Regions from separate parts of the Mus musculus genome. Here region 2 is linked to region 1. The links are chromatin contacts, called in public Hi-C maps. All regions are on one chromosome and are shown on one strand. The core of a region is the stretch at or near the end of the contact, and the rest is flanking DNA. Distances in the headings are between cores, read along the strand shown.

Region 1 (6,358 bases), core at 1,728-4,227:
AAGTGTGGGTTCTCCCTTCTTCAGACAGCCGTAGAGTCTCAAGTCTTTGCTTTGAGATAGATGCTGGTTCTGAACAATACGTACCACCATGCAGCATATAATGTCATTTCTGTTAATAACAGAGTACACAAATCCTAGTGGTCCCATTAGGCTATGGAGCTGTTGTGACATCATAGTTGTCATAAGTAATATATAGCCTCTGTGTTTGTGATGGTGTCTGTATAAATCAACCTACTGTGCTAAGACATGTGTAGTACAGTGCACACAGTTATGTACAATTCATAATATTCAATAATAAACCCCAACGTAACTGCTTTGTGTATTGGCTATACTTCTTATCGTTATTTTTGAACACTGTGAAACAGTGTAGTGTTATGCTCACTTGCTCTGTCTCTTGATTGTATCAAGACCACATTGGGTGACTGGCCGGTACTGGGTAAACACAATCTATGATGTTTGCACAGTAAAACACAAAATGGCCTAAAGATGCAGTTCTAAGAAAGGATTCCTGTGGTGCAGCAATGCATGGCTGTACTGAAAGGAAAGTTTCTGCCAACAGAAGCCATGGAGATGTAGTGGGGCTTTGGTAGGCACCTTTTCTATTTTCACTTTCAACATTTTGAACACATACACTCTTTAGAACTTTGCCTGGGCATACTTTTGAGCGTTCTAGGGAAGCAAAGACGAACTATTGGCATAGGAAACCTAGCTAGTGAGTGAAGGCAGCTGACTGTCTTAGTGGTACTATGTTTTTCCTTGGGGGAACAACACAAAACCACAGACATTTTCTTGAAGCAATAGCTTGCTTTCTCTATGTCAAAAAAAGAAAAAAAAATCCTGAAAGAAACATTCACTGCTTGCTATGTAAGTTCCAAAAAGCGAAGAGAAAAATGCCATGCTCCTTCTGTAGAAAAGGAATATTTTTAGTAAATTAACAGAACCTCACCTCACATTTTAGATTTGTTAGACTACATGATTGACCAAAGCTACCACGGACACTGTGATTATGGGAATTACCCCCCCCCCCCGCCCCAATGACTTACAGATCTGCTTCACAGGATAATCCCGCCTATACAACATTTGCATTCTGTATGGGTGGTTTTCTACACTGCTGATATCCAGATACGGGCAAGCGTCCCTCCCTGTGCATAGCTCTTACAAATGTCACATGCAGCACTATCTGCTTTGGTAAGAAGTTGATTCCAAAGTTCAGATACTCGCTTCACGTGAGTTGGGCCTTTCTCCCCTACCTCAGGGGAAGATGAGAGAGCTTCCCAGGGCATGACACACCGTGTGTGACTCTTCATCCCTCACCTAGTCCTGTCTTTAGCAGTCACCTGAGGCCTGGGTATTTTTGTCTTTTACCCCAGAATGCCTGGACGATGACAGTATTTCCTGCATGTTCCTGAAAGTTAAAAATGCTGGAAAGATCATCTGGAGAGATAGCTCAGCAGTTAAGAGCACTGAGTGTTCTTTCAGAAGACCTGCGTTCGATTCCCAGCACACGCAAGGCAGCTTACTACCGTCTGTAACTCCAGGATCCAACACCTTCACACAGACACATATGCAGCCAAAACATCAATGTGCATAAAATAAAAAATAAGCAAATTATTAAAACAATCCTGGAAAGCCTTGTTTTAAAAAAATCAGAGACTAGTCAGTGGACTATTATGACTGTTATTATGACCTAGATTTATTAGATCACAAGACAAATTTCATCCCCTGAAAAAAAAGTAGATGCTTAGGAAGACTCAGGTTCTCACACGAGTCCAAAACAGAGCACAGAGCACACACATGGTTTTCAGAAGTTGAAAGCCAGGTTCAGATTAAAAAAAAAAAAAACGATCACTGATCGATCACTGATCACCAAAAAAAAAAAAAAAAAAAAAAAAATGACAGTGACGGAGAGTCAGGTGGCTCTCACTGAAAATGGGCTGACCAGACAGTGTCCATGACGCTCACACCATGCAGTGAGGAGTGAGGTGCTGCCCCCACCCTACCCCCTGGACTACTAGAACCAGGCTCTGCCTCCATTTAGATCACACTGAGAGTATTCCCTACTGGAATTTGTCTTGCAAAGGTTCTTCTGGAGCCTAAGGCACTGAAGTTATCTAAGAATGCTCCTCTCCCACACCACCCGAATCTTGAGTCTAGAGTGTCCGTGGGAAGGTGGTACTTCTTGCCCCTTACCGTTCACCTCACAGCCCTGCAGCTCCAGCCGAAGGGTGGGTCTATTATAGGATTTTGTTGGGTGTATCCTAATGTATCTAGCCACAATGGGTGGGTCAAGTCGATTCTCTTTTATTGTAGAGCCATCTGAATTACCAGTAAAATACTAGAGGGAGAGAGAAAACCATTAATAACAATTCTCTAAACACTGACCATATTTTTTTTAAAGTCCCATCTAACAAGTTTTGTAAGGTTCCTTTATAGAAATGGGATCAATTTAATTTGGTTTGAAAAACTAATTGTGGATATGTCTACTTCGAGGAAGCTATTGCTGATGCTCTTTTTCCTGTCCTTCCTCCTGTTATGTAGAAACTTGGGACTATGCATAAAAGAAGAAAAGAAAGATGGAAAGAGGGCATGAAGAAAACAGACTACCCAAGCCTCTCAGGAATCAAAGAATAACATGGTGTTGCCCCCCCCGCCCCCCAAGGGGGGGCTTTTTGCTTACTTTGTATGTTCCAGTCTTATAGGTGAAAAAAAACCCCACAACTCTCCTTAGATAACTGTTGTAAACCATCCAACTATCACAGGAAAACAAACACCCAGATACAAGCCAAGCATAGAGGCAATGGCGATAATGAAAGGGTTAGACTTTGAGGCTCCTGGGACAAAAGTGGTACAAGAACCATCCTAGGAGCTCCAGACTCTTCCCAATAAGAAGCCCTCAGCTGTGTCAGGAGAAACCAGTGTGGAACTCTATATCTACTCAGCAGCCAAGGGAAGCAATGCCTCCTAAGGTGTCCAGGGAGAGCCTGGACTCTGACCTCTACCTGGCGGTCATCAGGCTGTGCCCCACCCCCTTTCTCTCACAGAGAAGTATCGTAAAACGTCCATTTAAAACAGAAGCAAAGAGTAGATCTGCAAGACAGAGCACAATTGAAGCCACAGAAGAAAATTTAATAAAGGAATTGGCACTTGGAAATGATGGGAAAACAAATGGACAAGTCTGCAGCAGGCCTGATCTAAAAGTAAAAGAGAAAAATGATGATACCAGAGATTACATAAGCAACATTGCTACAGACTCTGACTCTCTGATGTCAGGAGGATTGGAGGACAACTAGTATTAGACCCTACACACATGACCAGCAACTTAAAGAAAAAAGGCAACTCATATTTTAAATGCCACACAAAGTATCATAAATCACCCAATATGAAATAGACTATTCAGATATTCAGATAACCTCCAAACAGCTAATGAAAAACACTGAATTTAAATTTTCCCACAAAGTGCCTTTCAGGTCCTGATAGTTTTATGGGTGATTTCTGCTGAATGAAGCTATTCTCATGGACTTCAGAAATCACATCCAGAACACAGAAAAGAATACTTCCCGATTCACAGGAAGTATTGATCTAGGCATCTACATGTCTTCTATTACTGTGGTATTAAAGCTTGAGACAATCAAATTACAGAACCATCAAACTACATGCCGAAGTCCTGCATAGATATGGATCTGAAAATCTTGAAGGCATGATTTTGATGGCTATCAAGTTTTCTCTCCCCTTACTGGTTGATATGATAAGCACCGGAATTTAGGATTTTCTTTTTTAGTGATTTTTATCTAAGCTACATTACAAATATGTCACTACTAGAAACAGTCAAGACAGCAAAGAAAAAGTAGCACGTGGTAAAGTGATTGATTTACATAAAGTACCAACAGAAACAGACTCAAGGTGTTTGTGCAATCATGGCAGACAGGCTCTCAGTGTTTGGATATTATTCTTGGGGGAGGAGCCTGGGAATGAGGAATGATCTAGGCATCTTGTCTGGGCTCATGGAATACCAGACGGGAGTCTGTAAGTCCTCTGGCATGTCCTCTAAGGTGGCCAGAGAAGGACGGTGCCTCAGAGCATCAATGGATGTCCACAATCACCATAAATCAAGGTGTGTGAGATACAGAACAAAGTAAAAGGTGATAGAAAAATCAAAACCCTTTGCAGACACAAGCAGTTCCTAGCATAGGGGCTGTGTTGAACAAGGGTGGACACTGCGCTGAATACTGCTGCCAATCTGTTTTGAAGTGGTACTTGCTTCAATGTTTTTCCTTTCAAGTTCTGCAGAGATTTGAAGATTTTTTTATTGTACAGACCCATCATCATACTATCATTTTCACTTCCTAAGACCCTTAGAAAGCCATTCATTCACTTTTCTAACTCCCCGAAATGCAATTTGAAAGGCTACTGCTATGGAAAGCCCAGCGTGAGCCTTAAGATTTAGCTAGAAATGAGTGCTCAAACCATCACGCTCTTCCCGCTCTTCCCTCTGAAGATCTGCCAGTTGGTTTGGTCAGAGCTGTAAGCCACTTGGAACTCCGTGGTAAAGCAGGACTTTAGGTAGTGTTTAGCACCTTGGGTTTGTATCCCGGTGACTACAACTTCCTTCTGCATGTCCACCTGCAACACAGTCAAGCGAGTAAACAGAACCATCCTTGTTAGTGAGTCACACCTTACCGTAACTCAAGCTATAATCAGCTTTCTTTAGCATTGGGAATACCCAAGGTCTTAGTAAATTCATTAAGTGGCGAGGTACAGCCCACAGTTGAGCAAAGCACATCTGAACTTGAATGTCAGTGTGGACACTGACTAGCTGTGCTGCACTTTGGGAAAGCAGTTGACACCTTTGTTGCTGGGGTTTCTTTCATAGACTGAAAATTACTTGACCTACCTCTCATTGTCAATTATGAGAAAGCAACCACTGAGAACAGTAACTACATCTACTCAGGGCTGTTTCCTTCATTGCCATTTCAAGAAACAACTAAACCCACGACCTGTGTTGTCATCATCGTAACCAATATTATGAGGTTAGTTAGACGTACCTGGATCCAAGGTTTAATGGGAAAATCTAATGCAGTTTTTTCTATACTCCAAGCATTGTATGAACCAGCATTGTTTAATCGTGCTAATCTGGGCTCCCAATAAGCTAAATTCAAAAGAAGAAAAAAAGGAATTTGTGAATTAATTTATTTTTGAAAAAAAAAAAAGTCTTGTTGTATATATAGACCAGGCAGGACTAAAGTTCACTGTTTTTCTGCCTCAACCATATACTACCATGTCTGGCTTGAAGAATTCTCCCCACCCTCAATAGAAAACTACCAACTTCTCAAATAAGTTTAGTACAGCAGAGAACCAGACCTATATGCTATAGTTATGAGACCAGGCAGGTGACATGAACTTTGGCTGCCAAGCTAGTCCTCAGTGATGAAACCTTGGCTTCAGGCCATGTTTAGTCAGTTGTAAGCCATCATCCACCCTTTCTAGCACATAGGTCATGTTTGTGTTTTCTCAGTTATGTTGATACGGCTACTGCCGAGTGTGCCTACCAAACAGGAAGACTTGGGAGGAATATGTGGGAACCTCATTATTCTTTTGATGACAGCCTCTAGATCTCAGGAAGGGATTTGAGGCAGAAGGAAAAAAATTTTAAGAGATACTTTGATCGTAATGTTTCTTGACTAGATGAATGGCTAGCATAAACATTGAGACCCTCTTCCTTAGGTGATAGAACCCTGTGAATCTTGTTGGAGGTTTTGCGTGTGAGTCAATGTAGGTAAGATAAACGGAATTTGGGAAATAATTACAAGGTCATAAGATAAAGTTATTTATTCCCTGCCAATTCCCTGTAGAGCTACTGGGCTGCCTAGGCGGATATATCAGCAAAGTTGAATTCTTGATTTTTCCTAGAACAGGCCCTTTGGGAACAATACACATCACAAGAAGTGGAAATGATAAATGTATGAATAGGATTTTTGCTCCTGAAATATTTCTTCTTCCTCTTCCAGAGGAACCCCATAAATGGGGTTGTTTCATTAAGCTATAGCAGACGAAAGCCTAGAGAGAGGAATTGGCTCATAGATGACTGTCATGCATAGCTTTATGAGTTGCATACTGAGACTGTAGGCATGGCCGGTCACAGGCTATGATGTCCATACTTACTCAGATATTCCGAAGCCTTGATCTGTGAATCAGATATGACACCAGTGCTTAGTCCCATTGGCATCTTACACTCTAGGAAAAAACAAAAACAAATGCTTTTTGCTCAGAAACTACATATGACAAGTAAAACCTCTATGTCTAGAGATTATTTTCATTTACCATCCATGATAATGACTCTAATATGCCCAGTTAGAAAGAG
Region 2 (6,358 bases), core at 2,598-5,097, 38 kb before region 1:
ACAGCAGAAAATCTTCCTTTAATAGATATTTGGCTCTTGAAGAACAGCTTCTCACAGGCAAAAACAAACAAAGGGCACACATCCCCTTATTACCTTTCTGTTGGCTAGCTCTCATCCCAGGCAACACCCACCACGAGATCAAAGGGAATCAATCGATCTGTTCTAGTCAAAGTGCCTTTCACAACCTTGGGCAGAACTTGTTTGTGTGCATTTTCTTCTGGGAGATATGCTACGGGAAAGTAAATTGTTCGGTTTTAAACCAATTCCCACGTTGACTGAAGAAAACCAGGTAAAGAGCTCTGTGACCCTACTTGATGAATACATATTTACATAGCACTACTTAATCTGTATTGAGATTTTAAAAGAATGAATGAATGAACCTTTAGTTCCAGGAGTTCTGAGCCAAGTAAGAAACATGTACACACACAGAATTTAAAATGGAAACTGAAAACATGGTGGGTCCAGAAAGATAAGGAAGATAGGAAAAGAACCCACAGACAGACAGACAGACAGACAGACACAGACACACACACACACACACACACACACACACACACACAGAGAGAGAGAGAGAGAGAGAAAGATTATCTCAAGCAGAGATCATACTTTTGAGTACTGGACCATACATAGGTGAGTTGGTGAATATACTAGATTTAGAATTGTCATATGAATGAAGCCTGGATGGACTAAAAGGGCAAAAGGAATCTCCAAGGCTCAGAGTGTCAAGCAGAATATGTGAAATGGTTTTACAAGTCAAAGAAAAGCAGTAAACATCAAAACCGAATGCTACCAAGAAAAGTTAAAACACTTTTCAGAGATAAAGAATTCTGTTGGCTACAGCAATAAACAATCGTAATCCCAGACAGGCTGAGGCAGGAAGATCATAAGTTTAGGAATACTCTGAGCAACTTTTCAAGAACATCCCTAAAAAATGGTCAACAAGACTAGCTAAGGCTCAGTGGTTAGAAGCATCAACTACTCTTCCAGAGGACCGGGGCTCAGTTCTCAGCACCTATGCCAGTTGGTTCATATCCACCCATAACTCCAGCTAAAGGGGTTCTGACATCCTTCCTCTTCTGGCCTTCACAGTCTCCCATACACACATGGCAAACACTTACACGGTCCTGCACTAACTACAAAATTAAAAAAGAAAAAGTCTGGAAATGTAGCTCAGCAGTATAGCAAAAGGAGCCAAAGGAGCCCTGGATTCAGTTCCTAGCATAATAAGTAAATAGCTTTTATTAATGTTTGGCTTTTAATGATTGGGACATAGTCCAATTAGAACCTGCCTCAATCTTAAAGTGGTAAAATTCTAGAATGGGAATGGAGAGGGGAAATTCTGCCCTTGAGCCTTAGGCACTCAGCATGATTTAAGATAACCCAGGTTGGCACTTCTGATGTCTTCAAGGGAAAAATATAAACTTCAGTACAAATGTCACTGACTATAACCTGGGATTTACTTTGCTTAAAAATCATTCAATGTTTTATTTAGCTGTCCGTTGCTGAAAGCAAGTGCTCATTCGTGAAGGACAACAGTGGTTCTATTTCAGCTACTAGGTTTTCGTTTTGTTTTTAAATGTAGGATTCTCAACCTGGAAAGAAGGGCTACACTAGCATTTTAGCAAAGACTCCAAGATCCCACATCCCAGATCACTAGATTTCTCTTTAAATCCCCTTGCCTCGACTACTTGGCACTAAGACAAGCATCCTTGTGTTGTCGTACAATGAACAAGCATTTGCTGGGCCCAGCACGCTGCTATACTCTTATACCCCCTATATGTAAGGCCTGCTGAGAGGGCAGAGCATGCCATACTGCAGCACACAGCAGCTCTTGATCCAGGTCCCCTGACAAAACATATCAACTTTCAAATATCAACACCAAGAGCACATTTCTCCTCACATGCTTCTGTCAGGCAAGGACATACACTGTGCAGATCGCACAGCAGTTTGCATGCAAACTTGCTTACTCTGCTCACATGCTGAGTCATGTCTGCCTCAGGGTCTATACCTCAGGTTCAGTGGTTGTCCTGGGTCTCCAAGATCGCACTTTCTTATAACCACAGAGCAATTTTCTTCTTGGAAAAACCATTCTAAATCAGAAGGCTTTATCTTTCTACTGTTGGCTTTAACCAGCACCAAAATACACATGGATAATGAATAACTGTGACATGATCCATAAGACTAGGGAGCAGGGTGTAACATTACGGCAGAAGTCAGCTGTACTTGCTAAATGTCAGTGGATCCGGGATTCCACACTGACTCTCAATTCTTTCCCAGGTGACCTTGAATAAAGGCACAACAAACTGGACTCTGAGTAATTATATCCTGCCAGTCTGAAATGGGTCTGGTAGTGTCACCTCTTGCTCTGACCTGGCATGCCAAGTTATTGAGTTAGTTGCTCCTCAGAAGTGATGACTGACAGGAAATGACAGGGAGGCTTAAATGGGAGTCATATTCTACAGCCACCTGGGCAGGGAAGCAGCGCGGTAAGGAAGGAAACCGGGTATAGGAAGAAGGTGGCAATTATTCAGCATCCACTCATCTGACAGTAGGGAAAAGACATCGGACCTGAGCTTTCACTCTTTTGGATACTCAAGGAAAGGGTCCTGGAGCAGCAATCTCCATCTACAAGCTCCTCTGACAAAACCAAGTGCCGGGATAATGAGCTTTAATCACAGGAGTTAGGCACATTTCTGAAGTATACTATGCACTTCTGTGGTGCTGTGCGTACAAGTTTGTATCTTGAATAAATGTCTGCGCAGGAGTTCTTGGTCATGGCCCATGTGCATCACAGCCCTCAAAAACACCTGTACGGAGGATAAAACCTGTAGGTGAAGCAACACTTCACCATCCGAGAAAAGCTAAGTACCAATTATATGACACCGTCTGTTTTCATCCCAGAGACGGACTTCAGAGGGTGCAGTAAATCTTTGGACACAGTCTTACCTAATCAAGCACCCATATTCGGATGGCGTACTACTGTCCTGTATTGTCCTTCTGTAATAGCGCGTATCTATCTTGTCAGGGGTAAACAAAGTCAAGGAGGGGAAGGAAAGGGGGACCCTCTCACAAAAACAAAGCCAAATAACATCCATCCATATATACATACAAACACTCATATGTACATATTCTACTGAAAGTCGAGTTTACTGTTTTCTTTATCCACGCACTGTCCCCGGTCCCCAGCAGCTCCCACAGGACTTGTCCGGGCAGAACCGGGTTATCCACATACGGCCTGAAACACACATGCACGTGGGCTGCGGCCCATCTTGCTTAGTCTCGCACGGAACGTGCTAGAAACGCAAAGAGTAAGGCCACTTTTCCAAGCGAGCAGAAATCCGAACAGATATCTGCGTAGCCCGCTCCGGGACTCCGCCGCCAGACCCTCCACAAACATCTGACATGCTCGGCCTCCCCGCCTGCCGCTCCTGCCTACCTGTCTCTCGGTCAAGTTCTTGTCGGGTCCCAGAAGGTAGGGCGTGAGGAACGGCTCCGACGGCCGGAGGTTTGCGAAGAAGCCGTAGGCGCAGAGCAGCGCGGTCGGCAGGAACCAGCACTCGCGAGGGACGCGGGCAGTACGCAGAAGCATCCTGGCCGCCGCCGCCGCCGCTCGTCTGGACACCCTGGCTGGCACGTCCATCCTGGGCGCGAGGGGCTGGACGCCGACACGGCCCCCTCCTCCTTCTCGGCCAACGGGAGGGCGCCCGAGCCGCGAGCCCGCGCGGGCACCTGTAAGCGTGCGCGACGCCGCCTCGCGCCAGGGTCAAGGTGCTTGGAGTCCCCACCGCCCGCCGGCGGCCACAGCTCGCTAGCCGAACGCCCTTTCCCTAAGTCCGCCTCCGGGTCTGGCCCGCCACCCCGCCTGGCCCCGCCCCCACGCCCCGCCCCGACCGCAGAACGCCCTTTCCCTAGGTCCGCCTCCCGGTCTGGCCCGCCTCCGCCTGGCCACGCCCCACGCCACGCCCACCCACAGCAGACGATCACTAGCCACGCCCCCGGGAACCTCCTCCTCGCCAATGCCTCCCGGCCGGAGCCAACCTCCCTGCTTCCCTATTGGCCAGTGGCTCAAAAGACAGAAAGGCCGCTTGGGGCTGCGCGCCCGGGCTCTGACGTGAGGGGTTCTGGGACATCGGACTTTTAGGGGCCATGTCTGGACTCTGTGGCGAGGACCCTACACACCCTCCCTGGTCGGATCGGTCACCAGGCATTTTCCGATCACACGTCCGGAAGGCTCCCTAGAGCGGGATCCCCGGATGTGTGCTTCATCGCAGCGAGTCTGCTCAGTCTTATCTGCCAACCTACTGATGTTGGTCCTCTGCCCGGGACACATGATGACACAGGCTTGCAAACCTTTAACCTTGAGGCGGGAGAATGCAATCCCTGGGCTCCAAGAGCTTTTTGTTGTTGTTGCTGGGTTTGATTTAGTTTGCTTTTTTTTTTTTTAACATTGTCTTTAAATGTGGTAGAAAGACACAAGCTGGACCTGAGAACTGAGATTTGGGGCCTTTTACTATAGACAGAAAGAAAACGAGGATGACCGAGTTAATCAGCAAGAGGCTTTTGCTTTATTTCGTCACTTTTTGTTGGCAGGATACAAAGAACAATTAACTAATATATCCTATGGAAAGGAAATCGCCCTAAAAACCTAGGCCCTAAAATGGGCTCAAGGTTTCAGGAAGTGTGCCGCTCACGAAATACCCACAGGGTTCAAAAGTAAAAGCAGCTAACCCCCACCCTACACTGGGAGGTTTCTGTCTTCTCGGTCCATCCAGACAGGCTAATCACCCCGTCTTTCTCCAAGGGAGCCTGCACTCCCCCTTTCCTACTCTTGGCTACAAAATCTGGCTCAGACCATGCGCTGCTGGCTCTCCAGCACCTCTGGTCACAGCGACTCCCAGTCTTGAGATTCACCTCTCAGACTGCTGTTGTTAGTGAGGGCGATCTGAATTTTCATTCTTTCATTTCTGCCTGGGTCACTGCGTCTCCAAGGAGAAGGACCAACTAGACACCTGAGGGCTGGCAGGCAGGACTGAAAGGGCTCACTGTGCGAACCTCCTGGGTTCCCATTGAGCGATCCTTCACTAAAACACTTCACTAAAACAGAAAAACGAGGCAATAAGAGGGCAGGTTGTTGTCAGAAGTTTTTCAAGGGCAAACCGTGGCAGGAATCCCCAGCGCTTTCTTTCATCGCCCTCTGCATGACTTTTTGCTGGACTCACAGACTGACTCTGTCCCAATATCAGCAGAATCGAGCTGCACGAGTGAATACACAAAATGTGTGCGTGGAGCAATTTGCCAAAATGCAAGGTGTGGTGTTGACATCTTTCAGAGTCTTTTGAAGGGCTGGCTAGGAAGACTTTATTCCTTTTAGCCTCCAGAGGCTATATAACCTGTGATGATATCAGTTTGTAAGCTAAAAGAGAGTGTGCCTGTGTGCTATATTTCAAATTTTCTCGGTTCAATTTACTAAATTGATAATATCAACCGTTCTAAGTCACCAAAATCAAACGTCTCCTCGATGACAAGAGCTCCGAGACCAAAAAGCTTGAGGATGTTTGGTCTATTAAATGTGTAGTCACCTAAATTTCCACCATCATATCAGTTTCTCTTCACAACTATAGAGATAGAGCTGGAGCAGTTAGTTCTCCTGGCTGCCTTGCACGGACATGTATTTTAGTAGAGAAAAGGGAAGAAAAACAAATGAACCAACAAGCTGATAAGGGCTTTGCATTGAGATGTCTATCTTTTAAAATCAACTTTCTAGTCTTTTGTTGAGGCTTGAAACCCTATGGAATCTATACATCACCTTGTTATAGATCGAATATTGAAGTTTCTAATCTTCGAGATGAGTCTGGATATAAAGCAGTTTCTCCTGAATTGGGCAGAAAATTACTTCTTACTTTTCTGAAAGAGGTTCCTAAGTAGGCAGAATTCTACCAAAATGACTCTTGTCCTTATATAATCTCTATCTACTTGAGTGTAGCACGAAAGCTTATGGATTTGATGAGATAATACTCTCGTGATTGCACAACATTTTATAACAAAAATGGAATTATCTAGCTAGCCTAATCACAGAGGCCCTTTGTAAGCAGAGAGTTTCTTTCCATGGTAGCAGAAAAAGAACCCAGAAGGGTTTATTTGAAAGGTCAAAAGGGTTTGACCTTTTACTGCCTATGAACCAAGATGAGGGCAATCTGTGACAATGGAGCGTGGGTCCTGGCTGACAGCAAGGAAGCCAGTACCTCAGTCCTACGATCACATGGAACTGAATCCTTCTAAAATTCTTAAGAATAGTAGCACACATCTGTAGTCCACCATATGGTAAACTGAATCAGGAGGATTTCAATTTTACAGCTAA

The links. A called contact is a pair of places that touch in the nucleus more often than the background predicts.
Region 2: a contact with region 1 is called in a Hi-C map of liver, with 3 times the contacts expected there. The contact joins the promoter of Slc19a2 here to the enhancer-like site in region 1. A contact is called at or near these places in 8 of 39 promoter capture datasets (3T3-L1-derived adipocytes, cranial neural crest, frontonasal cranial neural crest and 4 more), 10 of 484 Hi-C or Micro-C datasets (the G1E-ER4 cell line, the HPC-7 cell line, Sertoli cells and 1 more), 4 of 115 datasets of contacts at active chromatin or transcription factors (the HPC-7 cell line, the SCID.adh cell line, embryonic stem cells and 1 more) and 2 of 9 other capture datasets (adipose tissue and pancreatic islet).

Annotation. Positions count from the first base shown.
Region 1 is chr1:164,207,725-164,214,082 of GRCm38.p6, reverse strand. It overlaps F5 (coagulation factor V), which reads right to left. Exons shown (of 25, transcript NM_007976.3): 19 at 6,160-6,231; 20 at 5,043-5,146; 21 at 4,465-4,620; 22 at 2,191-2,335. Among named protein-coding and RNA genes, the nearest start is that of Gm51287, 6.8 kb to the left of the region's middle. Within about 2 kb of position 2,977, at least 7 of the 459 cell types and tissues checked have an H3K27ac peak or open chromatin away from gene starts, as enhancers often do. A contact at or near this core is called in hepatocytes and liver, where this site is marked.
Region 2 is chr1:164,246,535-164,252,892 of GRCm38.p6, reverse strand. Slc19a2 (solute carrier family 19 (thiamine transporter), member 2) reads right to left here and starts at 3,847. Exons shown (of 6, transcript NM_054087.3): 1 at 3,437-3,847. The coding sequence starts at 3,640.